Linked DNA regions of Mus musculus: all the other regions are linked to region 1. Evidence: chromatin contacts called from public HiChIP or PLAC-seq and promoter capture Hi-C data. All regions are on one chromosome and are shown on one strand. Each heading gives the region's core, a stretch centred on a gene start, on an enhancer-like site or on the middle of the called end of the contact. The rest is flanking DNA. Distances are from core to core; before and after follow the strand shown.

Region 1 (4,339 bases), core at 1,063-3,562:
TGATCTCTACATTTATACCATGGCACATAGATAAATTGATAAATGCAAGCTCAGCAGTTAAGAGCACTGACTGCTCTTTCAGAGGTCCTGAGTTCAATTCCCAGCAACCACATGGTGGCTCACAACTATCTATAATGGGATCGGATGCCCTCTTCTGGTGTGTATGAAGAGAACAATGGTGTACTCATAGACATAAAATAAATACATCTTTAAAAAAAAAACAAACAAACAAGGAGCTGGAGAGATGGTTCAGCGGTTAAGAGCACTGGCTACTCCTCCAAAGGTCTTGAGTTCAATTCCCAACAACCACATGATGGCTCACAACAATCTGTGATAGGATCTTATGCTCTCTTTTGGTATGCCTGAAAACAGCTACAGTGTGCTCATATAAGTAAAACAAAACAAAACAAAACAAAAAACCCCCAAAACCCTTTCCTGTTCAAACCTTACTAAATACTAAGTAATGTATTGCTAGTTTTCCCCTCTATCACGGCCTTTTTCTTTTGTGGAACGTCTTCCGAGTTGCCACTATTTTATGCCTATAACTCTCATTGTTAGATCAGGATTGATCAAGGTGATGTGGAAGTAAAAGGGAAGACCAACCTCTCACAGGATCATTACCACGTCTAAATCAGAACAGCTGAAGGATAGATGTTTCCTCCTTGGATGTGGAGACTGTGTCAGGGCTCTGGGCTTGGGATTTTATAGGGCAGCAGAGGAAACTTTTGGGTGGGAAGATATTTCTGCCGACCTACTTTGTGCTTTCCCATGCACATACATTTTGGTGGAGTCCTTACTATGTTGGCATCTATGCCAGGAGTCTGACATGTTGATCCCTGGTCTGGAGCTTTTCTACTCCTAAGTACCCGAAGGGAGTTTCTCAGGTGCTGGGGGCTTTAGGCTATTAACCCTCACTTATTACCTTTGACTAGAAACTCTTTGCTCTCTCCTGATGGTGATAATCCAGAGTGTGTGTGCGCGCGTGCATCCACGTGTAGAAGTGCTGTGAGGGCGGCCATGTTCTGTGAGGGCGGCCATGTGCTGCACAGAGGCTTGAGGGAGAACAGATATCCCCTGTTGCTCTCTGATGTAGTTTTTGGAGGCAGGGTCTCTCTCTGAAACTGGAGCTCTAGTTTTTGGACTAGGCTGCTAGTCAGGGAGCCCCTCCAGTTAACCTCTTGTCTTTGTCCTGCTAGGTTCTCGATGACAGATCGAGATTGGGATTCAAACCCCAGTCTGTATGGTTTCACAGCACGTATTAACTGTGGAGCCATCTCTCCCGCACGGTTTACTGTGTTGGACACCGTTAGGCACCTATGAACAAGAGGTGACAAATAAGTGAAATTTAAAAATCCTTTCAGTTTTGTGGTGTTGGGGATCCAGTCCAAGGCCCTGAGCCTGCAAGTGTTCTAGCACTGTACTCTATATCCTCAGCCACAAAACAGCCAGAAACCGGGAAACTTAGGATCTTCCTCCTGCACTCTGGGTTGGTAATAATCAGAAACGCGTTGAAGCTGGTTCCCCTCCAGCTTTCCGCAACTGGCTAACGTAGTGGTCACTATAGTTTCAGATTCTTTAGTTTAACGCAGGGTGGGGGCATGGCTGTAAGTGGGTCCCAGCACTAAGGAGAAAAGAGCTTCCGAATTTCAAGGTCATCCTTGAGGACTGTCCTGCAGGACATTCTGTCCCCTCCCCACCTACTCTATATAATAATGTGTTAGCATTCACATAAACGTGACACTGGTCTTAGACCTCCCACTCCACGGAGCATGTGATTTGGACCCTTGTGTCCAGCTCAGGGAAAACACCTAGGACTGAAAGGTCCCTCGTCTGATCACGGGAAGTGAGTGGTTAAAAGTAGGTGGAAGCGTGGCTTCGGATTCTTTTAGTTAGCGCTTGGTTTTAATACTGAGTTTTACGTAGAGCCGAGCTGAAACCCTTAGCGCCCTTAGCAGGATTAACTCGAGTTCACTGTGGGGCCTTAAAAAAAAAAAAAAAAACCCTGCAGAGAGCCTGCAAAGTCACTGCCGGAAGTCCCTCCGCGGTGACGAGCACGGCGGAAGTGGGTTCAATGCAGCTCCCCGAAGAACTGTCTCACTCCCGCTCGCCTGACTTCTGGATGGGAGGCGCCCTGCAGCTCAGGGAGGATTGTGGGGGGCTTCTCCGCGCAGGCTCAGTGGCCCACTTCGCGTCGGACCGCTTCCGTCCCCCCACTTCCTTTCACGGTTCCTGTGCCAGGACGTGACGCCAGACTTCGTCAGACGGGAGGAGCCTTGGGAGGAAAAGCGTCTGAGCCGGGGTCTCGCGAGAACGTTTCGTTTCAGCGCAGTTCTCGCGCTGCAACCTTGCTCCTGTTGCAACGAGAGCCTTCGAGATCTTCTCCGCCTCCGCGACCGGCGCCTCCTCTGCGGCCGTGGAGCCGGAGCCGCGGCCCGAGCGGTAGAGGCCCCCGTCTTTCTCCAAGCCCCAAGCCTCCTAGCGGACGGTCGTCCGGCTTCGCCCGCCCAGCCGCGGCGCTCCACCGGCCCACGCGGCTCGCCCTCTTCCACGCGCCAACCCCGCCGGGTTCCGTGTGCAGTGTCGGCGGCCGGCCCTGGGCCCGAGCCGGAGCAGTAGCCGGCGCCATGTCGGTGGTGGGCATAGACCTGGGCTTTCAGAGCTGCTATGTCGCTGTGGCCCGCGCCGGCGGCATCGAGACGATCGCTAACGAGTATAGCGACCGCTGCACGCCGTAAGTGGGGCTTGGCTGGCGGGGTCGCCTCGCTTTCCGGGCGAGGGTCCGCAGGAGACCCCCGCCGAGTGCCGGGTCGCCCGCGGCTGCCACCTGCTTCGGATCCTGGGCCTGCGCCAGGCACGAGGCCCTTTCGCGCGGGCCAAACGAAGGCTTTGAGCCGGTACTCTGATCGGCGGAGGGCAGGAGCAGGAACTGAAAGAGAAGGCGGGCCTGAGACCGTGGGATGGACCGACCGCTCTCACCTCCTTTTTTGGGGGGGGGGAGGGTTTGGGTGGTTCGGTCTGAAACGAGGTCCAGGGCTTGCTGAGCTCGTCGAATCCAATAGAGGTTCAAACTCGGCCCACGGCGAGCATTTAATAAAAGTTAACTTGCAAGATTGTGGCCTCGGGACTGGGAAGCGCTCTGAGTCCCACGTGAGTGGGGGCGGGGTGGCGCCCGGAAGATGTGGAGTCTGAGTACCCACGGCAGGCCCTGAATAAAGTCCATGCTTTTCTTGATAGCGTTTTAACTCCCTTCATTCGTTTTTGGATATTGAGTTAGGTTGGGTCATTCCTTACCCAGGCTGCTCACCTATTCCTTAACAGCGTTAGTTTTTCATGCTAATGAATTCCAGCCGGAAGGTTGCCACAATTGTTAATGCATGACTCAAGGGCTCTGTTTGACTTCTAGAACTTACATGAAGTTATGGGACCAGTATAGACAAATCTGCAAAAAAAAAAAAAAAAAAAAAAAAGACTCACTCAGAGCTTGCTGGAGTAAAAGGGAGTCTACTTTTTAGATATATGTAGGATTTTTTCCCCCACATTTAGCCCAGGATGACCTAAAATTTTCATTCTGCTTCTGTCTGCTAGAATCTGGTATTACAGGTGCGTTAAAATTTTATTTATCTGGCGCTGGTGGCACAGGCCTTTAATCCCAGCTCTCGCAGGGAGGCAGAGGCAGGCTGCAGTGAGTTCGAGGCCAGCCTGGTTCATAGAGACCATTTCAGGATAGGCAGGGCTACGCAGAAAAGAAAGCTTTGTCTTAAAAAAGATGTTAATCTACTGAATTCCTTTAGGTAAACTTTGGAAGAAGCTCTGTTGTTTTTGGGTTCACAGTCCCAGATCATTGTTTTTATCTTGTTTTTAACCAACCTTCTGAGGCCAGTTTCCTGTCTCCCAGACTGTTTTGAAATAACTTTGTGTCTGGGAATGACTCTTAATCCTCCTCCCTTCATCTCCCAAGTGTACAGGTGTGCAGGCACAACACCCAGTTTGCTGTACAGTGGGGGCTTGAAGCCAGGGCTTCATGCATACAAAACAAGCACTCTACCAAGTAAGCTATTGCCTGGCACCCAATTCTCGAGTTTGGTGCCACAGAGCTCTGGTACCATTATCAGAGTCAGTTTTCAACGTCCCTTCCCACCCCAGTACCAAGCTCTCTTCCCATTTGTCCTTTTTAAGCTAGGTATTATGAGTAGTCTTTGTTTGTTTGTTTCTTTTTTTTGAGACAGGGTTTCTCTGTGTAGCCCTGGCTGTCCTGGAACTAACTCTGTAGACCAGGCTGGCCTCGAACTCAGAAATTCGCCTGCCTCTGCCTCCCGAGTGCTGGGACTAAAGGCGTGGG
Region 2 (4,339 bases), core at 865-3,364, 3.0 Mb after region 1:
TTAGGCTGTAGATTTCTTACAAGCCAGTAAGAAAAGCCTAGAATAGAAAAATTGGACAAGCTCCATGAACAGACAATTAAAAGGAATCTACATGATCAGTGCAAAATGTTTAATGAATCTGTGATAAAATAAGTTGTATTTTCTACCAATTAATTTGACAGGGCCTGATTAGTGTGTACAAAGAAATGATCAATAGTAATGTAGCCAGTGAGAAAAAAAAAACTGGGTGGAAACATGAGTACTGTTGCTTCAAGTAGGATCAAATCAAGTAAGAGAGATTGGGGATGAAGACATTGAGAAAGAATTAAGACTTAGAGACTGATGTCTAACCACTTATATTTTTGCTGACTGTTCAACACCAAGCTTCTAGAAAATTTTAGATAAGTAATAACTTGTGTTGGATGAATAAGCTATCTCTGATAAATAAGGCTCATCAATTCCTGAAGGTCTACTCAGGTTAACACTAACTGACTTGAAGGTATATGCCTAGTCTCTTTGTATTTGCTAACTTTGTTAAGGTTTAGCTGTTTGGATAAACTGAAACATAAAAGAAACTTGTAATATTCTATAATGACACACCATGAACAGACCAGAAGACTGACGTTCCCAGTCTCTTTGTGGACAGTATAGTTTAGAGCCATCATGTCCTCATTTTTATTAAAATTTCACATTTATTAATGTATGTATGTGAATTTGTATAGAGGTCAGAGTACAATTCAATCTCTTCTTTCACCACGTTGAGTTCTGGGAATTAAATTCAGGCCATCAGGTTTGGTGGCAAGTGTCCTTACCTGCTGAGCCATCTCCATTGCTCCCAAAACATTTTTAGTATATGGATCCCCCAAATACCTGAGAGTCACTTTTTTGCTCTTCTGTACAATTTTCTCATCTCAAGAACTTCCTTCCAACTCCACCTACAGAAAATTTGCATATCTATGAGGTCCAGTTCAAGTCTTTGTCAGTTTAGACAGAAAAGTTCTGCCTCAACTCCTCTACTCCTTCAGTACTGACATATTTTAACACCTCTCTGCAGAAGTCGATTTTTTGGCTTTCTTAAATTCAAGGCCATCTTGGGTAACACAAGCCAGAACTCAACCTAAGTAAATTTAGAATTTTTTTTTAAATTATGTGTACTGCCTGTGCCAAGCTGGCTTCAAATTTTCATTTTGAACATGCTCTTTATAAGGCAAATAAGGAAAGCAATTTCTCTTCTTTAAAATTAGGGAGAGAGAATTGGCGGTTACTAAATTGACCCAAACATCAAATCCTTACTGCCTTTCTCTTGGGGTGGCAGGAACAAAGCTCGTTTCACATGTAGAAAAACCTGCTGTTTCTTTCCACATTATTCAAAGCTTTGGGTCACCAAATACAACCCGAGGCGATCAGGATTCTCAAGGATCTAGCCAAATCCTTAGCCACTTCAATCTTACAGCGTTATCAGCATATTGAAAAACGAGTGGGTTATGAAAAGGCTATTTTAAATCTGCACATGGCATCACCCTTTTCCTCAACTCTGTCGCTTAGGTATGTCTGATTTTAACGACTAAAATCAGGAAACAGCACGGGCACATGGGAAAGTGACTCCATGTGGCTTGATTGTGAATCTAGGTAGTGTTTTGTTAGGTAAAGAGGTCTCAGGCTCCTGAGCTCAGGGCGATGACTCCGCAGGAAAGGCGGTGTCTGCTACCCAGAGGGATTTCACTCACTGCGCAAGCACACCGCCCGACCTCTCACCATTTGTGATGAAGGCCATAGGTCCCAGGCGGGGTTGGGACAGAGTTCCTAACTCAATGGGTCGGAAAGCCGTCTTCTGGATGTCCAACACACCCGCCCTGAGGGACTAGGGCGACCCACGCGAGAACGCGTGCCAGATCCGTCCGCCCTCCGCGGCGCGCGCCCGCCCGTTTGGTGACGGCCCGCCTTCCTCCTTCATACCCAATCAGCAACCACTTCCTGCCTCGCTATTGACCAATCACCACGCTCCACGAAGAATAGCCCTAGGGGGCGTATGGGAAGGCGCTTCGAGCGATGGCTGTATCTACCAATAAATTCTTAGATCTTGCGCAAAGGGGCGGGATCTGACGTTCGTTTTAGCCACTCAGGAACGAGGGGCGGACGCGGGGTTGGGCTTCGTGCGGTGGGGCTCGCTCGCGCGGCGGCCGTAGCCGAGGCCTCTTAGTTCTGCGGCACGTGACGGTCGGGCCGCCTCTGCCGCTGTCTCCACTGCAGCACGGGGCCGGGTGTGCGGGTGGGAGAAGGTGAGGGAGCCGCCAGTGGTCCCCGGGAGGCTCGAGGTGAGACGGGAAGCGTGTGCGGGGATCTCAGGCCCGGGACGAGCCTTGGGGGACTGGGCGAGCGGCGCCGTGGCGGAGGGGGTCGGGCGTGGCTGTAGGCTCGACGACTGAGGGGTCGGGCGGGCTTTCGAATGGCGCAGGCCTGGGCGGACGCGCAGGGCAGTGAGGAGAGCGGCCGGGTTAGAGAGGCTAGCCTGGGCAGCGCCGCCGGGGTCGGGAGGCGTGGCAGGTGTCCTGGGGTTTCCCTTGACCTCTGAGAAAGCTAACAACTTCCTACGGCTTTGCTTCTAGAGCTTTCTTAGGCCCTGGCCAGGCCCACCCAGAGGTGGGCTGAGTAATCCGGTACAGGTGTGGTATTAGAATTCGGCCTAGTAGGTAGCCCAAATAGCAGGGAAAGGTGAAGTAAATCCAGAGATAAGCGTTACAGATTAGAAAATAACTTGCCCAAAGGGAAGACTGGACCATAGCATCCTGATGAGGGAGTAGAATGTACTAGAACGTGTACCGCTTGAGAAACTTAAGGCTTAACTATTAAAGCACCTGCCTATTCGGTGGTGGATAGATAGTAATCCAGTGTGGGTGTTCACAGGACCTTAAGAGCAGGAGATACAAGCGAAAGTTCAGTTAGTGAGGGGAGGAAACTGAGGCCTAGAAGTTTGAAATGACTGGCCCAAGGTCATACAGGTAGTTCTAGTCATCCAGTTGGGATTGTAACTGAGCACTAGACCGTTTGGGTTAAAAGTCCTGGTTCAAGCACCTAACTGCAATTAATCGGGGGAGTGGGAATTTGGGAGATTTTTTTTTTCTACTTTAGGGCTCAGTCCCCAGGAGTAGACAGAATGACTGATGGGCCTTGTATTGAATTCCGAGGGAATGGGAATGAGAAATTGGATGTGTAGTAAAGGTTCAGTGGGTAGGAATCGAACTGGCTTCTTGAAATCCGAATGCCTTGGTCATTACACTGATACACTAATGTTTATATTGAAGGCCTGTGTGCCAAGACCTGAGGACACATTGATGACACTTTGTGTATTAACTGCTGGTCATGACACTAGTGATTGCATTGCTAGTTGTGTGAAGTTAAACCAAACTGAATACTAAAAGCTTGGCAAAGTTGAGCTACAGTCTCTTTACCCTTCAGAAATGGAAGAATCTGCCTGTTTTTTAAAAATAATTTGCCCTCCCACCCCTTTAAAGGGGGACAAGTTGGGTTACCTTAAAAATCTTTGTATATTTTCCAGTAACCTTTGAAAGGGCATGAACAGAATCAATTCTCATGTTGTACTTATACTGTAATTAAGCTTACAGGCCAGGCAGGGGTACACTACAGGTGAGCCAGGCCCTGAAGAACTGTATATAGTAGTGAGCCATTCACAATAGGAGTTTACCGAACTGTCTGTGAATGGGTGTCACCTCCTTGCTATCTTAACTCAACAGTGCAATTAACTCCTTAATCTTTCAAGAGCCACAAGGCATGTGCATCTTGACAACACACCTTGCATCCTTGTCCTGCAGAGGTCACTTGCCCAGTAAGAGAACTTTGAGGGAGTAGAGTGGCAGTTGCTAAGAATAACTGCAGAAGACTGTCCAGCATGATAACTTTAATTCCTATCCTTTAAAAATGGGAATGAAAGAAAGAAAGAAAGAAAGAAATGGGGATGAGTGTGCTACTTGCTTTGCCTTTGAGAGGGCAGATACTAAGAAACTGTTTGGGAAAGTGTAAGGAAATGGACAAATAGTATTGGCAGCTCATAAAAAGTCCTAAGAAGTAATTAAAGTGCCAAAGATAGTTGTAGTCTGTATAGCTTACTGTAAAACTCATTAGGAAAATGCTTGTTAAATGCTTTGTTATTGCTACAAATGCTAGGAAAGAATTTTTAGGCTTATTTAATTTTCTGTGTATGTGTGTTTTGCCTGCATGTATGTCTGTGTACCATGTGTGTGAGACCCATCATATTGGTGCTGGGAATCAAACCTGGGTCCTCTGGAAGAGCAGCAACTATGTCTTCAGCCCTGAAATTTTTCTTTTTTCTTTTTTTTTTTTT
Region 3 (4,339 bases), core at 572-3,071, 2.9 Mb after region 1:
ATACCTTGAGCCCCATTTTGAATTTTGCAGTCTGAAAAGAAAACAACGCTTAATACAGGATTTAAAACCACTACAGATAAAATGCATATTCCTGTCATCACACACACCAAAAAAAAAAAAACATGCCTAAAAAGACTGACCAAGCAGAACACGATCAAATTATCTCATATACAGGATATATTCCTAGTCCAACAAGGTAACTCAATGCTCAAAAATAGTTCAAATGGAGCAGGGCAGTGGTGACGCACGCGTTTAATCCCAGCACTGGGGAGGCAGAGGCAGGCGGATTTCTGATTTCGAGGCCAGCCTGGTCTACAGAGTTCCAGGACAGCCAGAGCTACACAGAGAAACCCTGTCTCGAAAAAAAAAAAAAAAAAAGTTCAAATGAAGCTACCACCTTGCCTCTAAGTTTCCATTAACCATCTCTTGGTACACTATCTCAGAATAATCTCATCTGGATCTGGTGACTTCACAGCATTTTCTTGTTTGGGTACCATGTCAGCTTCCCTCTATCAGCAACCACATAACAATTTCATTCAAATCCAAACTCCAGCTCAATATTCATCCGAAAAGGGACCAATGTTAACAACTAAAGGCTCCAAGCTGCAGTTCAACTCAAACCCGGACGGCAACGGCCCCCTGCAATTGCTTGCAGTATACTTGGGGCTCGATTTACAGATCGTTTTCTGTTACCACAGCTAAATTCAGATGGTAAGGTCAACACTACAAGTACCTTTTTACAAAACCTTACACGACTTGAGAAGAAATCACATCTTTCCCTACTTAAATTTTTCTTAGACTACTCCAGAATGCACAGATTGATGCATAGAGACAGAAAAAGTTTTAAAAGAAAACAAATTCAGCAGGGCCACCAGCATCCCCAAGGGGGTTGGGGGGGGTGCGGATTTCGCAATTACCATTGCGTAACAGCGGCCAACAGAGCGCGAGCCGCCTGGGGAAACCGCTGGTGGCCGCGACTCGCTAGGGGGCGCCCGGGAGACCCGCCCCGCCCCAACCCGGCCCGGCCCGGCCCAGCCGCGGGCCCCACTGACAACTCCCGCCTCAACTCACCAGAAAAAAAGCGCTGCACTTCATCCGCGGAGCAGGACCAGGGCAAGCCCCGGACCTTCACCACGAAGCCCTCTCCGCCTTCTGCTCCCAGCATCATCGTCCCTTCGGTGGTCCTGGCGTCCACACAGATTGCGGGGCTGCGGGGTGGGGGTGGGGGTCAGGAACGCGTCTGAGAAAACAGGCATTTAAATGGCCCTCCCACTTCACGGCGCACAGCGGGCACCGGGCGCCGCCATGCGAGTCCCGCCCGTCAGGATGCCTGGGCCCCGGAGACTCAAGCATGCAACCCGGCCTCGGCTAGCGACCCGATGCCCAAAGCCGCCCAGTGCGCCCAGGGCCGAGGCGCCAAGCTAATAAGACCCTGGCCCACAGCCACGGTTGAGACGAGGAAATGGCGGCCGCCGCTTCCGCTCCGCCTCCTCAGACATCTCACACAATAGAAAGCGGCGCGGCCTGCAGGCCTAGGCGGCGCTGCCACGCCGGCGAGACACTCGCGGCTCCCAGGGGCAGCCTGCGCCTGCCACGGCCCCTCAGGTTAGAACCTAAGCTCAGCGACAAGCAATCGTCACCCAAAGAGGTGTCCGTGGAGAGCTCGGGCAGCAGTCGAAGACGGAAAGTCACTCACCTCCACAAAAAGCCTCGGCGTGGCTGAGGAGAAATGATAAGCGGGCGCCTGCGCAGGCTAAATAAAGCCCTTCCAGCAAGCTCTGCGCACGCGCACCCTGTTGCCGGCCCCGCCCCACTTGCGTCACAGAGAGATTGGACGCATGCGTATTAAGAAACCCCGAGCTCTCTCCCGCCGTCCTATTATTACACGCATGCGTTTGGGCTCAGCCCTCTTCATAAACTGACCGAGGTGTTTTTGGTTGTTTTTTTTTTTTCTTTCTGCGCCTGCGCCTTTTTGCAATTATTGCGCTTGGCGTCTCAGCGGTTTCTTGTTTTACTTAATGCGCATGCGGCTACCTTCAAACCGTTCTCTAGACCTACCCGCCGGAGTGGGGGAGGGGAATGGCGCTAATCAGCTCCCCGCAGGGACTGGGTAGTAATCCAGAGTTCGTTCAGGTTTGCAGGGGCGGTAGTTCTACCCTTAATCCGCAGCTTTTCATCCGCGCTCCTGTCGGTTTTGAAAGACACCACGAAGAAAAGGAAGCCATGCCCTTTCTCCTCAGAACGCGTAGGAGCTGGAGGGCCGGGTTGTGCCAAACCTCCTCTGGGTACCGCCCCGCCCCCTGCGCCCAAATCCCCGATCTCCGTGGGGCGCCTGGGACCAGTCCCCTTACCTGCCCGCTTTAGGGGGTCAGTCCCGACCCACATGGGCTGCCAGTGCCCGAGCTAGTCCTGTACCCCACTTTGCCTAACGGACTCGCACTCTACGAACCCCTCGCCCTTGCACGAGAGGCGCTCGGTGTGCGGCGCCTCGCGAGGGAAGGCTGAGACTGCCAGGGGCGCGAAGGACGCAGCCCCAGAGCGCTGCGCCCGACCGACCAACGGGCCTCTCCCAAGGTGGAGACACGCCCGGGTCATCCCGTGTGCCCTTACAGAGGTAAATGGGTGACGTTTAAGAGAATTCCTGCAACATAGCAGAATACGGATGATGTCCCGAGTTTCTCCGAATCTGACTGACCTACCCTAGAAATTAACAATAAGAGTTATTGTTTGGGCGGTGCCACGGTAGGTACCACAATTGGTAAGCCTCTGAAAGCCATCACAAGAGGTTACAGGCAAAAATACGCTTTTCTTTCAAGTGCAACATTGAGGAGGCTAAATCCAGTTTGAACAGTTTGTTTTTTAAAAGGGGGGGGTGTCATCAAAGGAAAGGTGCAGAGACTGCGTGCAGAACTCAGACCTTTTAAGTCTGCGCAAGGGTGTTAAGTAGAAGGGCATCACAAGACTTCAAGAGAGCAACAGGAGCTGTGTAACGTGAACCTTCAGGTGTAAGGGAAACTCGGATGAGACAGGCTGGGAGAATAACTGCACATGACCTCACCTGCAAAGGATCTATCTAGAGGAGACAGAAAACACTAGTTTAGATCATCGAAAAGTGAGAACTCCCAAGTCTCCAGGCCAGGAGGTGGGTGAAAGGCAAGAACACAAGCCCAGCCGAGGAGAACTGCAACTTCAAGACTTGCCTGAGCAACAGAGTGCGTTCAAGGCAGCCTGGGAAATTTACTGAAAGCCTGTCTCAAAAAGAAGACAAGAGAAATAGTAGTGGTAGAGAGCTTGCTTAACATGTATATTTCCCCCTACATGGTCTTGGGACATGAGATTGATTACCAAGAAACTAAGATTACTCTTCTTTAGCTAATTCACACCATTTGAGAGCCCTATACTTATTAGATGACCTGCGATCGTTGGTTAGATGTATGGGAAGAGCAATGCATACTAGAAAGGCTTTGAGCAAACCAGTCCTACCACTCAACTATATTTTCACACACACACACCGTTTTTTGTTTGAATCATCTTTTTTCACTTTGCACAGTAATGTGCCTGTAGTCCCATCTACTTGAGATGCTGAGATGGGAGAGTCACTGCAACTTAGCAATCCAGGTCTCTCACCTGAAGGGGGGGAAATGTTTCCCTTCTGACAACACAACCACATTCCTACGATGTTTCTCTAAATTCTATTCTAGTTGTATGGGAGGTTATTTTTCCATCGTAAGAGAAAAATGCAGTGTATAATCATAGATAAAAACTTTTATCTTTCCTTATTGTGTCCTTTCCTTATTGTTTTGAGTCCTGATTGCACACATCCCAGGCCGGCCTCAAACTCCCCTTGCAGTCATGCATGGTCTCAAGTGTTTGATCATCCGCCTCCAGAATGACAGGATTAAAGTGTGTGTGCCACCACACGCAATGAGGATTTTCTGGTGGACAATTGTTTGGCAGAAGGCTCTGAGTATTTGTGTAATTTCTAACAATGGAAGGATTTGAAGATCCTTTTGTGTACAAGGGCTGCAAACGCCTGACTTTCACTACATGGGCTTTCCCTTTCTTTTAATCCTTACTAACTTAATACTGGGACTATGTAACTATCTGTATCTGATCACGGGAGCAAATGCTACATCATAGCCATTCCCTTTGATGTAAATTGTCCAACACAAAGCTTCCTCACAGAAAAAGTTCAGCTTCTGGGCCAGGCATGGGTTGCACACATTTTTAATCACAGCAGAGCATTCAGGTCCCAGGAGTTTTGAGGCCAGTCTGGACTAATTAGTGCCTCTTCCCTTTTTTTCTTTCTTTCTTTCCTTCTTTCTTTCTTTCTTTCTCT
Region 4 (4,339 bases), core at 887-3,386, 2.9 Mb after region 1:
ATAGAGACCTATAGAGAGCTATATTTACTGTGTGCAGTGTGACAGAATTAAAGTGGGAATCAATGAATCTGCATTAGCCCCTGCCACATTTCCGAAACAGGCGGGGTTGTCTGAGACACTGCCACCACAGAAACCACCAAGCATTGTGAAGGTGCACCGAGGCTGAGTCACTTCTCAGATCTTCAAATTCATCTGCATTAAATTTGGTGACGGCCCCATTCTTTGAGATGTGGGTGGATCTTCTATCGGTCAGTGTACTTGAGCCTAGCCCTGTGTAAGGCCTCATCACATGCTTCTCCTCCTGCAGCTTGGTGCAGTGGGCATGATGATCTACACACAACATGAACCTTTCCTCTGTGCCTCAGAGCACACAGACGCTATGCTAAGCTTCTCTATATTGTTCGAGGCTTAGTGTCTGTAATGCCAAAGGGAGCACAAATAATTTCTCATAGCAGCCATCCAACCACTACCAATAATGTGCTACCATCAGGAAACATATTCTAAGTTGTCCATGATTCAAAAAGGACTAAAATCCAAATTTTTAGGTGAAATTATTTGATCTCTAACAATCTACCACAACATTTTATTTTATTCTATTTGTTGAGACAGGATCTTACTACCTAGCCCTGGCTGGACTGAAACTGGTTATGTAAACTAGGCTGGCCTTAAACTCACAAAAATTTACCTGCCTCTGCCTCCAAAGTGCTGGGATTAAAAGTGTGTGCCACCACACCTGGCCTGCAACAACACTGTAATAATTTTAAACACTAAGAGTTCTGTGGTTTGACATGGTCCAAACTGTTAAATTCTTTTTTGCAAATTGTTACATTCTCATGACATTCGCATCTCCATCTTGCCAAATTCCCTTCTATCCCTAGTAAGAAAATAGGCTGAATAACCACATATCTGTAGGGTGACTTATCCAAGCCAGAGTTGGAAAGCAGAGACAATAATCACAAGGTACGTTGTGTGCTGCGTTTCCTTATCACTTAGGAATGAGGTTGGTTCAATTCCTATCAACTTAATTAATAGCAGAATACAGAGCTCATTTCCAGACCACCACTGCTGACCTTGCCTGCTAGGCTGTCATTCAGATTCATTTGATTTGAAAGAAAAAGCCCCACCACCACACACACACCTCTGACTCATCTGTCCTAATTTCTTTGGCAGCCCTTTTACAGCCTGTTCTGAAGAAAGCTGCCGAAAAATATGAAGTCGAAAATATTAGACATGAGTTGGCATGGTAAGGCACACATAAAATCCCCATACTCACTTGACAGAGGCAGGGGGATCACCAGTTCAAGGCCAGTGCTCTATTACTGAGTTCTAGGCCAGCCGGAGCTACAGACTGAAATTCTGACTGGGAACATAGCTCTGCTAGTTCTGCTAGTAGAGTGCCTGCCTAGCATGGTGTGGGGTCAGAAGCACTTGGGAGATGGAGACAGGAGGATCACAAATTCAACGGTCCTGTTGGTTATGTGTGTTGGGGGTTGGGTGAAGCTCAGTGGTAGAGGTCTTGATTAGCATGTATGAGATACGAAGTACAATTCCCAGAACTGCCATGCCGCGCGCGCGCGCACGCGCGCGCGCACACACACACACACACCCCAGAAAAAAGTAGTTAAGCACACCCCTGCCAAGTGGCCTACTGGGGGTGATGGGGACTGCGTTGTTGAGACAGGGTTTCTCTGTGTAACTCTGGCTGTCCTGGAACTCACTCCGTTGACTCTGCTGTCCTCAGCGATATTGCCTGCCTATGCCTCCCTGATGCTGGGATTAAATGCTTGTCCCACCACCACTTGGCTACATGGCCTGTTTTAATGTCTCCCTTGTGTGGGGGAAAGAAACAACAATAACAACAACAAATAAAAATCCAACAGTGAGATTTTGATTCAAAGGGGGAAAAGGCATGTGAAATGAAAGTTTAAAAGAGGAAGTTGTGTCGCAAAACGTTAAAATAAGGCGCATTCCCGGGGTGGGAAGTAGAAAGTCCAAAAGTAACTTCCAAGTGCTCCGGGCTGGGAATCACCTACGGTTAGGAATCGTACTTTCCCGAATGCTATACAAGGAAAGCAAGCCCAGGTGAGAGCGAGCAAGGCCGCAGCGGCTTAAGGTCGTCGGTCCAGGGCAGCGGCGGGTCACGTGACCTAACAACATGGCCGCCCGCGGAGAATGCCGCCGGGCGGGGCAGGATTCGGAGCCGGAGCCGGAGCGGGAGCCGGAGTCCGAGCCGGGGCCGGAGCCTGAGCCCCAAGCAGGCCTAGAGTCCGGGGAAGCGTTCGAGATCGTGGACCGGAGCCAGCTGCCGAGTCCCGGCGAGCTGCGGAGTGCGTCGCGGCCTCGAGTGGCCGACAGCTGGTCGGCGCCCATCCTGACGCTGGCGCGCAGAGCCACCGGGAACCTGTCGGCGAGCTGCGGCAGCGCGCTGCGCGCGGCCGCGGGGCTGGGAGACGGCGGCGGCGGCGGGGAGCGCGCAGGTAGGCCGGGGTCCCGCGGGCCGGGGCTGCTCCCGGGCTGGGGAAACCTGACCGGCCGGACGAGCTGCTCCGCGGAGCTGTGCCGCGCGGCGCGGCACGGGGCTCTGCAATTGGTGTCACCCACCGGGCCAGGGTGACTGCGGCCCGGGACTCCCCTCCCACCTTGTTTGTCTTTGTGAACCTCAGAGCAGCTGCGTCGTGATCACGGATTGACTTTAAATAGGAGGTTTACATTAGAGGCTTAGACGGAAAATCACCAGTGTTCGTATTTTGCATACTTGACAAATGAAGTCCGGTGCTGGTCCCCAGTTAACAATCTCGGCAGCCAGCCGGTTTGCACCTGCGGCTGAGGTTGACAGCGTATTCCAAAGTTGGTGAGAGCAGCGAGTCAGAGTCAGGAGGTTTTAGTTCCCTTTATTCTCCCGCCACTAACCCCCAACCCCACCCCCCGTGGGACGAAGACTTCCCATCACCTGTCCTACTCGCGTTTCCCAGTCTATAAAAACGGGGATTAAAAAAAAAATTAATCAGCTACGTTGAATAATCCAATTCAGCTGTTATGATCTAGATTAGAATTTCAGCATACCAATAAAGAACAAAAGTAAATTATTATTTGTTTTTTATAGCTGGGCTTGGTGATTCGGGTGCATACTTCCTGCACATGTTAATGTACGTGCTCAGAACTGCGCTAATTATAATCCATTGGTGTTTCTGAACATATCTAAAATTAAAATATAAAGGATAGCCAAGGGCGTTGTGGTGCTCGCCTTTAAGACCCGCACTTAGGAGGTAAAGGCTTGTGGAGCTCTGAGAGTTTGAGACCCACCTGGTGTACACAGTGAGCCCCTGCCTCTAAATAAATAAACAGACAAATAAATAAATAACCACGTTTCACTTGGCCTGGTCACTTACTGTGAATGGACCATGCAGACTTCAGGTTGCTGAGGTAAAGTGAGTGTTGACTGTAAATGCCTGGGGCATCACGTGCATACAATAGACTTTAGTACCCAGATTTTATTTTAAAGAACAAAATCACAACAAAAACAACAAAAAAGCTTCTTTCCTTGGTAATGAATTAACCTTGATTTTTCGGTTTTGGTCTTGGTTTTTGTTTGGGGTTTTTTTGTTTTGTTTTTAGTTTTTTGTTTTGAGACAGGGTTTCTCTAAGTATCCCTGGCTGTCCTAGAACTCACTCTGTAGACCTGGCTGGACTCGAACTCAGAAATCCTCCTGCCTCTGCCTTCTTCATGCTAGAATTAAAGATGTGCACCACCACCGCCTGGCAATCTTGGTTATTTTTATAACCTTTTCATTTGTGTGTGTATATGGGTTCACATATGTTTGTACATGTGCTTGTGTACTTGGAGACCAGAAGTTGGCTGTTTTCCTCAACTGTTTAACCCACCTTATTTTTGAGACAAGGTCTCTCACTAAGCCCGGAGCTAACCAATTGGCCACACTGTCCAAAAAGACCCAGGTGTTAGCATTCTGTCTAAACTCCACCCCCACAGTTACCTAGCAAGAGCCAGGCAGGCCTGACCCACTATAAAAGGGGCTGCTTGCCCCCTCCTCCCTCTTACTCTTGCTTCCCCCTTGCTTCTCTCTTGCTCTTCCCTTCCCCCTCCCCGTCCCCCTCTCTCCACGTGTTCATGGCCATGCCCGGCCTATACTTCTCAACTCTCTCCCTCTCTCTGCCTCTACTACGCTCTTAACTTCCCTCCCCATGCCCTGAATAAGCTCTATTCTATACCATCATGTGGCTGGTCCCTCAGAGGGTAGGGGGTGCCTTGGCATGGACCCGCCGAGGCAGCCCCTTCCCCCATACCTCACCACACCCCCATAGAACATATCTTATACCTCTT
Region 5 (4,339 bases), core at 1,237-3,736, 2.2 Mb before region 1:
CATGGGTGGAGGTGGTGGCTCACGCCTTTAATCCCATCACCCAGGAGGCAGAGGCAGGCAGATCTCTGAGCCCCAGGGCAGACTAGTCTAAAGACTGAATTCCAGAACAGCCAGAGTTATACAAAAGAAACCCTATGTCGAAGATGGATGGATGGATGGATAGATAGATAGATAGATAGATAGATAGATAGATAGAATAACCTTTTCCCTTGTTCTGAGAGGCAGTCAATCAATCTAGCAAAACTTTAAATGGCAGACAATTCCTCACATACCAATTTGTTCTATTTTTAATTTTAGGGAACTGTGTGTGGTGACATCGCAACACTAGGTGCATTAAGGCCAGAAGCAAGCTGTACATCATCAGGTGAGGACTCTCAGTGAGGCATGTCAAGGGCAAGTAAAGAAAGTTGACTTCAGGAGATGAAATAAAGATGGCTTCCCTTCCCCCAGAATAAGTCTGGGGCCATCAGTGCTCAGCACTAGCTCCGTGGCTCTTGCATCAGCCTCTGGGACATTTCTGTCATGGACAGCTAGACGGAAGGTCCTTGTTCTCTAGAAGTTATGTGGAGTTGGAGCAAGGAGGCAGAGAGTGGTATCAGTTCCCTTTGGGGATATAGATGCTTTCCCAGAAGCCTCCCAGCCAGAACGTTCTGCAGGGGGACCTGTTTCTCGGACACTTATGTCTTAACCTTCTGGACAGTTGAATCTTCTCACATCCATCACACTTTTGTATCAGGGTGAAGGGTTATTAGTGCTTGGGACATGGTGTTTTGTAGTGTAGACTGGCTTTGAACTTTCAGCAATCCCCCTGCTTCCAATTCTTTTTGTTGTTGTTTGTTTGTTTTTGTTTTTGTTTTGGGGGGGTTGAGACAGGGTTTCTCTGTGTAGCCCTAGCTGTCCTGGAACTCACTCTGTAGACCAGGCTGGCCTCAAACTCAGAAATCCGCTTGCCTCTGCCTCCCGAGTGCTGGGAGCAAGGCGTGCACCACCATCGCCCAGCCTATTATGTTCTTACATTTATTTTATTTTAGTTCATTTTATTTAAGACAGGTTCTCATGAGGCTCAGACTGGCCTCCAATTCATAAATCCCCTGCCTCAGCCTCTGGAGTGTAGGGGGAATGCTTGTTTTTTTTTTTTTTAAGATTTATTTATTTATTATATGTAAGTACACTGTAGCTGTCCTCAGACACCCCAGAAGAGGGCATCAGATTTCGTTACGGATGGTCGTGAGCCACCATGTGGTTGCTGGGATTTGAACTCGGGACCTTTGGAAGAGCAGTCGGCGCGCTCTTAATTACTGAGCCATCTCGCCAGCCCCGGGAATGCTTGTTTATAGACACATGTGTGCCACCCTTACCCCATCCAGCTAGTCTTAGATTCTTAGGCTTTCCCCTGTTAGCCAACTTCTTATAACTTTTATGTTCAAATTATAGCATGGTTTCAGACTGAACCCATCCTGACACACAAAATGGCAGATTGCCTACTTAGTTTAGGGATCTCCTCTCAGCCTCCAGCTCAAGGACACAAATGGCTGGTAGAGGAGATAGATCCAGTCGGTTGGTCCTTCTGGCACTCTTGAGGAAGCCAATCTTCTTCATGGGTGTCAGTTACCCATGCAGTAACTCGGTTTACTGGGGCTGCCATAATTGGGTGGGAAGGACGCAGTCTCATGGGTTTTTTGTTTTGTTTTGTTTGTTTGTTTGTTTGTTTGTTTTTTGCATAGCCCTGGAGCTTGCTCTGTAGACCAGGCTGGCTTTGAACTTAAGAGATCCACCTGCCTCTGCCTCCAGAGGGCCAGGATTGAAGGAAGGCATGACCACCACCTGGCCCAGCTCTGCCTCAACTTTTCAAGCACTGGGATTACAGTTGTGAATTTATCTACTATGTGCCTTAAATTTGGATTTCTTTTTTAATATGTTTTTTCAGGAAAGGGTCTCAAGAAGTCCAGGATGCCCTTGAACTTTGCAGCCGCAGTAAGCCTTGAACCCAGAAATCTTCTGCCTCAGCCACGTTAGTATCCGGGTCAACAGGCCTGGCGCCCTAGGTCAGGCCACTGTAGTTTAGGGACTGAGTTGAGTGGTAAGCAAGAGAGATGGTCCCTTTAGGGAGATGCCAGATCTTTTATTCCCAGAGCCTTGGCCTTGCATTCCCTAGCCCTGTTTCAGAAATGACCCAGCAGAAAACGCAGGTCTGGCCTCCACAAGATAGCCTTAGCTTGACCTCAAAAAAGCCTGGCCTTTCCGCGTCCGGAGGGGCGTGACCTAACCCAAAAGAGAGGCGGGACCTAGTGAAATATTCATATCGAAAGGCACGGTAAGCAAGAGGAGGCCAGCCCAAGGGAGGAACCTAGCTCTAACTGGACCGGAAGGGACAGGGAATTTAGCAGATCCTTCCTCAAAGGGCCGGGCCTTGACGAAGCTAGCCCCGGAAGAGGCGGGGCATAAGTGGAGCCCAGCCCTAGGGCGGGGCCTGGCCGAAGGATGGGTTGGCCTGAGGGCGGGGCTTTCAGGAGCGCTCTCCGGAAGCGCAGCTTTGGTGTCCGGGAGAGGAGTTCCAGTCGTCGTCGCCGCTGCCACTGCCCGTGTGTGCCGCGTCAGTCATGCCGGTAAGTGGCCGTTCGACCCGCGGGAACTTCTGTCTCCAGCCCGGATGCACTGTTTCCGAGCCCGACGCTGCTGTCAGGGCGCAGGCCGTGGCCAGAGCTGCAGTCGTTTCTCAGTTTACCTTCCGCACGGTCCTCCGGCTTCGGGACCCTCCGGAAAGCTGCAGAGAGCAGTGTAGTGCAGAACACAGGCCTCCGGATCGCCCTAGAGAGTCTTCGAGAGGCAGCCCCATCCTTTTCTGCATAATGGGGAAACTGAGGCAGGGAGGTAGGGCAGAGAACCCATATAGGAATGCGGGTACCTGGCCTTTCCACATGCATACCCTGCCGCCTGCAGGCTTTCCAGAGAAGCATGTCTCTGTTCATCTCTCCTGCCCACACTGCCCTGCTTCCACTTCAGCACTGGGCCGACAGGGTACTTTCTTCCCCAACCAGGAATCCCAAAGCTCAGAGCAGAGTTTAAGGAGCCGAGAGCAGCGCTTATCTTGCCTTTGAAATCACCCCACTCCTTTGCATGGCGGCTTCTAGTCTCATTGCTTAATTTAAAATGAAGGCCTTACATGAGGCCTTGGCACATTACACAAGAAGAGAAGAAAAACCCCAGTGCTTGCTGGAAAGCGTTTATTGTTGGGAGCTAGCTAGGTAGGTAGGATACAAGATGGAGCCAGACCACCTGGGAAGTGCTGGGCAAAACCAGTTGTACTTGTTTGGGGGCAAGCTCTAATCTCAACTGAGTTCCGGAGATGCTGGTCTAGAGTTGTGGAGTGGAGAGCATTTTCCTCCCAGTGCCTCTCAACCCAGAGGTCTCCCAGGAGTATTCTGTGTTTTAGCAGCTTATCTTCTGGGAATGAACCTGAGGCTTCTTCCTGGTACAAATCCTTAAACCTCTCAGGTGTCATTCTTGTGGTTCCTGCCCATTGTCTTCAGACCCTGTCTGCACAAAGCACAGACCAAAAAAAAAAAAAAAACTTGGTAAAGTCCATCCTGCCAGTCAAGCTAGTCCATGTGACAGACTCCTTGGTGACCTCAGGATTCCAGAGTGGAGGCTGCCCGGCTGCTCTTCAGAGGGCAGCAGTGAAGGAAAAAAATAGCTTGAGGGCCTCTCTGTTCTGTGTCTGCCTCTGGGGACACAGGATTTAATGGGAGATGAACAGGCACCTTATCAAGACAAATTGCTAAGTGCAGGGAGGTATTGGTCAAGTGCTACCTCCAATCTAGCCAGGGAAGTAAGTCTTACCCAAGATAGTTTGCAGACCAAAGCTTAACCCAGAAACCTGAAAGTTTGCCCTTGGCTTGCCAGCTGGGCAGCCTCAGGCAAGTTGTTCTGCCTCTCTGAGCCTTTGTCTCCTCATCTGTAAAATCAGGACTGAAAACAGACCTTTCAGGACTGAGGTTGGTATTAACTGGAGTTATATCATCATATTTAACACAGCTAGTGACCCATCTGTCCCCAAGGAGTAGTGACTCTTATGTTGATGTAGGTCGAGTGGGGTAGAACTGGGTAGGCAGGCTTCCACTCCAATTTAACATGGGTCTCACTGGTTAAAAGTTCAAGTCTTGTGTCCTCTCTCCAGCCTAGGCCTTCCTACTCATGAGCTGTGTCTCCTGGGGTCAGTATTTAACCCCGGAGCTTCAGCCTTCTGATCTCTCACAAGGTAGAGTTTCCTGGCTTTTTGAATCATTGTAGCGATTAAAGGAGACATAAAGGAGACAGTGTAACAAGGTGTGAGAGAGTC
Region 6 (4,339 bases), core at 538-3,037, 2.0 Mb after region 1:
AGGCTTTTTTTTTTTCTCTTTAGAGGGGGTGAGGGGAGGGAATTAAATTCTGAATCCCAAGCCACCGGGCTACAGGCTAAGCACTCTCAAAACACAGCAGCCCAGTGTACAGCTTCTGATGACTCATCCTTGTGACTGGCCATTAGGGTTTCACAAGTCTTGGTTGCTTGCTTCAAGTTACCCCCTCCCCCTCCACTTCACATCGCTACAGCCAGTTTACCTCTCACAGGACAAATCTCAACTTCTCAAGTGACTAATATGCAAACCCACCTATCAGTGGGTCCTTGTCCCAATAGGCCCCGACTAACATTCCCCATCCCTCCTCTGATCTCTGGCCGAGTTCGGAAATACTTTGTTTTTAGGCAGGTGTGGTGACACGTGCCACCCTAGAGGCAGAGGCAGGTGGAGTTCTGAGAGACTTCAAGGACAGCCTGGTCTGCACAGCGAGACCTTGTTTCAAACAACCAACAAAGAAATATTTACTTAGGAGGCAAAGTAAAAGATTTCTGAGCTCATGAGAGCTTTCATACACAGGAAAGAAAAGCTACCTCAAAATATTACACTATCTCTAACACTTAAAAATCATGCTACAATCCTCTGTATCCTTTCAATAAAAGATACAATGGAACCCATATGTATACGCTCATACTAGAAATATTATTCTCCACCACGTTTTAGAAGTTTCAGTCTCCCATTTAAGTGGGGGTACAAGAGGCCCTCGGGTGCGTGTTCAAAATTAGGCCAAATATCTGCAGCTTTAACATTAGACCAGGTGACAATCGGTCCACTGGTTTAGAGGGTTGGCTACTTGAGCAACAGAGCTGTCACAATGTAAATGCAATGTTCGCTCTCTAATTCCATCACTCAGCTCTCTAATCCCATCACTCAGGAGGCAGAGGCAGGAGAATCTCCTGAGTTCGAGTCCTGCCTGGCCTACATAATGCCTGGGCAATCGGGGCGACCCAGATCTAGGGGGGGCTTGGGGTGGGGTGACCGCCTGGCATGAAGGACGAACCTTCCTTCCCAAGTGTGATCCTCGAAGCTGGAGGTGAACTCCAGCCGCTGCCTGGCTCGCCGCAGCGCCTGCCCTACCTCTTCCGGGCAGCTGGCCAGGGCCCTTAGAGCTGAACAACAGAGCGAATAGCGGACTTTGGAAAAGGCTCCGGTTATGCAAACGGCCGAGGCCACAGACAGGGGTGAGTAGGGGGTCGGGGTGACTTCGACTCTGGACGGCACTAGTACCGGGGATGCGTCCCGCCAAGGGTCTCCCCGCTGGTTCCTGCGATGGACGGCCGAGGCCTTGACAAGAGGTGAGCGAGGCCCAAGCTGCCGGACCGCACCGTCGGGCGAACCCGGGGCCTGCGGGCCTTGACTCGAGCGGCGAAACCGCGGCAGCTCGGGTGTTGTCGCCGCCGGCCGAGAGGCACCCCGCCAGCCCCGCGGACGCATCCTCCCGGTGCTGACGCCCAAAGCCCACTCTCTCCTCAGACACCTGGCTCCGCGCGACACTGCCCACCTCACCTCCGCAAAAGCAAGCGGCCTTTTGGCCGAGAAATGTCGCCAAACCGCCGTCGTTCCTCTCCAGCCGCTGCGACAGACACCGACAAAATGGCGTCCGCGCCGTCACCCTACAACCTCCTCAGGTGGCTCCAGCGCCACCTACGCCGAGCCAGCGCGCATGCGTCACGAAGCCTCGTGCCCGCCCACAGATCGTGCAAGGGGACGAGGGGTCTGTGACGTCAGGGACGGCGGGGCTTGATCAGCCACACTGCGGCTGCGCAGCGCTGGAGGCGCGGGTAGGACGAGGTTCTGTCCGCTTGTCAGGCTGAGGTTCTTTCTGTTCTTAGGTGAACCTGGAAGCCCGCCTTAAGTCTGCGGCGCGCGTCGGGCTCTCGAAGAGTTTTGCTGGGCGTGGCCACGCTGGGTAGGGCCAACCTCTGACCTTTTCCCATCAGCTTAAAGTGGGAAGCTCATCGCACTCCATCTACCAGTCGCCCCTCAACCTCAGCTCCAGGTAGAGCCACCAGAGCGCAGAGTCCCCGAATGCTCCCAGCTAGGGCAGCTCAGTGACCAGGATATGGCTGTCACCTGGCGCTTCCGCTCTAAACTGGATTTGGAGAAGTTTACCTGAATATGCCTCTAAAAACAAGCGTAGCAGGTGCTTACCCTTCTCTTTCTCTTTGCCTTCCTCTCTCTCTTCCTCCTCGCCTTCTCAGCCAGCAAATCGAAAGGAATGGGGAGGTTTGTCCTAAGACTTCTGACAGTATTCTTCCGGTTACAACCATGGCAGCCTCATGATTTTCTACTACAGTTACTCAACAAACGGGCATTTGTGGTCAGACTTTTTGGTTTTTTTTTCGAGACAGGGTTTCTCTGTGTAATCCTGGCTGTCCTGGAACTCACTCGGTAGACCAGGCTGGCCTTGAACTCAGAAACTCACCTGCCTCTTGCCTCCCAAGTGCTGGGATTAAAGGCGTGCACTATCACTGCCTGGCGACATAACAAATTCTTAATATATATCCTTTTTTAATTTCAGAGAACTGGGCTTTTGTGGTGCAGGCCTGTAATCCCAGCATTTAGGATTTAGAAACAGGAGGATCAGGAATTCTAGGTCATCCTGGGCCATATAGCAAGTTCAAGGCCAGTCTGAGCTACATGAGATCAAAACTCAAAAAACAAAACTGCTGAGAATCCAACACCATAATTACTGTCTAACCCAGTAGGGTTGAACTTCTTCTGGTCGTCCTATCTCTTATCTCCTTCCTCCAAGAGCTTGAAGCATAAATATGAGCTGTCATAACCAGATTAATTAAATACTCTATGCCAATCACTTTATAGACAGTCTTAGTAATCTAGACAACTCTAAGAGGTGATTCTTAGCTCCTTGCTTTAATGACAAATTTAACTCCTGAAAATACCATTCAAACTTTGCTAGCTTACGGTTTCATTGTCATACTTACTGCCTCCATTCATGCAACAAAGTAAAAAACAACTTACTTTTTTCTTAATCAGTTAGAGAAAAGTATTCTGAGTCCATCTTTTGGCAAGACCAAAAGGGTCTGTCTTGAAAAGGCTCGTTTCATGGTGATTTGTCTCTGAAGCTCCCATTATGAAACAATGAATCCCTTCACATTTAGCAAAGTTGATTAAAGGCCACACCATGAATGAGTCACAATGGATCTCTCAGGCATCCCATACTGCCCAAGATGGACAATATCCCAGTTTCCTCCAGGGTTCCTAACACTTCTGAAGAGAAAGTCAAACAGCACAGGAGTAACAAAGATTCAGTCAAACAATGTTGAAAGCATCCCAATTCCCAGTGCACTCTGCAGAGCATATGGAGTGGGCAGGAAGCATCTGAATTCATACCATTCAGGGAATACAGGAAGTGCCCTGCACTGCTCCTTTAATTACTTATATGGGTCTCTCTTCTCTCCTTCCCCACTATTCTTTCTTCTTTTTTCCCCTCTTCCTTTGTGATCGTCTTTGTATACACAGGGACAATCTGGAACTTATTATTTAGTCTAAGCTTGCCTGGAACTTGTAGAAATCCTCCTGTTACAGCTTCCGAATTGCTGGCATCACTGGTGTGAGCTATTAGGTCTGACCTATCAATGAACGGGTCTCAGATCCAGGGCCAGATCACAGATGCATGTACCCTCTGGAAATACTAGCCACAGGCACTTGGTCAGCCTTCAGGATTCGTCAGGATATTGGTTCTGGTAACTGCAAGAGAGAAACCATTTACCAAAACTTTGACTAGGTCATGCCCAAAAGTTTATAGAGAAGATAGAATTCCTTCTAATAGTGGATCCTTAGATAACCCCCACCCACCCACCCATTAGAATGGAACTGCCATCACACATTACTAGTCACTGTTTCTACGTTAATTTAACTAAAATCTAAATTTAAAAATGTAATTGAATCTATCTAGAGACTGTGGAGTGGATAGTCAGTGAATCCATGCTATGGCACACATTTGGAGGTCAGAGGAAGACATACAGAAGTCAGTTCTCTCCATCTACAATGTGGGTCCTGAGGATCAAACTAAGATTGATAGTGTTGGTAGAAAAGGTTCTTACTCACTGAGCCATCTTCTGGGTCCCTCAATAAAAGGTCCCTTGAATAAAATTGGTGGCATTGACTAAGTTTCACTAAATAAATAAATCCCAGACACCAAGATCAGTAGCATAGAGCTGTGATGCCAGCATGTTGAGAGGTGGAAGGCAGAGGATCATGAGAAGGTCATTCTAGGCTACACAGTAAGTTCTAAGGCAGCCAGGACTACAAGAGACCCCATCTCACAAAACAACACATTGGCTTCCCAACTCTACTTACT

Evidence for each region. Promoter capture Hi-C pulls out the DNA fragments that hold promoters and counts their contacts. HiChIP or PLAC-seq counts read pairs in DNA pulled down with a chosen protein or histone mark. Capture Hi-C pulls out chosen DNA fragments and counts their contacts.
Region 2: a contact with region 1 is called in an H3K4me3 HiChIP or PLAC-seq map of pro-B cells, with 8 times the contacts expected there. The contact joins the promoter of Canx here to the promoter of Hspa4 in region 1.
Region 3: a promoter capture Hi-C map of liver shows a contact between it and region 1, with 3 times the contacts expected there. The contact joins the promoter of Hnrnph1 here to the promoter of Hspa4 in region 1. A contact is called at or near these places in 2 of 39 promoter capture datasets (embryonic stem cells and liver), 1 of 484 Hi-C or Micro-C datasets (B cells), 3 of 115 datasets of contacts at active chromatin or transcription factors (astrocytes, bone marrow-derived dendritic cells and large pre-B cells) and 3 of 9 other capture datasets (adipose tissue, liver and macrophages).
Region 4: a contact with region 1 is called in a promoter capture Hi-C map of pre-B cells, with 4 times the contacts expected there. The contact joins the promoter of Rufy1 here to the promoter of Hspa4 in region 1.
Region 5: a contact with region 1 is called in an H3K27ac HiChIP or PLAC-seq map of double positive thymocytes, with 9 times the contacts expected there. The contact joins the promoter of Atox1 here to the promoter of Hspa4 in region 1. A contact is called at or near these places in 2 of 484 Hi-C or Micro-C datasets (B cells and liver), 3 of 115 datasets of contacts at active chromatin or transcription factors (bone marrow-derived dendritic cells, double positive thymocytes and thymic regulatory T cells) and 2 of 9 other capture datasets (adipose tissue and liver).
Region 6: an H3K27ac HiChIP or PLAC-seq map of thymic regulatory T cells shows a contact between it and region 1, with 14 times the contacts expected there. The contact joins the promoter of BC049762 here to the promoter of Hspa4 in region 1. A contact is called at or near these places in 2 of 39 promoter capture datasets (the C10 cell line and liver), 4 of 484 Hi-C or Micro-C datasets (B cells, CD4 T cells, CD8 T cells and 1 more), 3 of 115 datasets of contacts at active chromatin or transcription factors (bone marrow-derived macrophages, large pre-B cells and thymic regulatory T cells) and 2 of 9 other capture datasets (adipose tissue and liver).

The regions. Positions count from the first base shown.
Region 1 is chr11:53,298,452-53,302,790 of GRCm38.p6, reverse strand. It overlaps Hspa4 (heat shock protein 4), which reads left to right and starts at 2,312. Exons shown (of 19, transcript NM_008300.3): 1 at 2,312-2,731. The coding sequence starts at 2,625.
Region 2 is chr11:50,323,448-50,327,786 of GRCm38.p6, reverse strand. It overlaps Canx (calnexin), which reads left to right and starts at 2,114. Exons shown (of 15, transcript NM_007597.3): 1 at 2,114-2,294. It overlaps Gm46280 (a long non-coding RNA gene), which reads right to left and starts at 2,035. Exons shown (of 2, transcript XR_001780205.2): 1 at 1,735-2,035; 2 at 631-914.
Region 3 is chr11:50,375,160-50,379,498 of GRCm38.p6, reverse strand. Hnrnph1 (heterogeneous nuclear ribonucleoprotein H1) reads right to left here and starts at 1,821. Exons shown (of 13, transcript NM_001347487.2): 1 at 1,697-1,821; 2 at 1,072-1,208; 3 at 1-31. The coding sequence starts at 1,168.
Region 4 is chr11:50,428,922-50,433,260 of GRCm38.p6, reverse strand. Rufy1 (RUN and FYVE domain containing 1) reads left to right here and starts at 2,136. Exons shown (of 18, transcript NM_172557.3): 1 at 2,136-2,477. The coding sequence starts at 2,156.
Region 5 is chr11:55,459,355-55,463,693 of GRCm38.p6, reverse strand. Atox1 (antioxidant 1 copper chaperone) reads left to right here and starts at 2,486. Exons shown (of 4, transcript NM_009720.3): 1 at 2,486-2,606. The coding sequence starts at 2,601.
Region 6 is chr11:51,260,452-51,264,790 of GRCm38.p6, reverse strand. It overlaps BC049762 (cDNA sequence BC049762), which reads left to right and starts at 1,787. Exons shown (of 3, transcript NM_001382322.1): 1 at 1,787-2,158. The coding sequence starts at 2,134. It overlaps Clk4 (CDC like kinase 4), which reads right to left and starts at 1,677. Exons shown (of 13, transcript NM_007714.6): 1 at 1,522-1,677.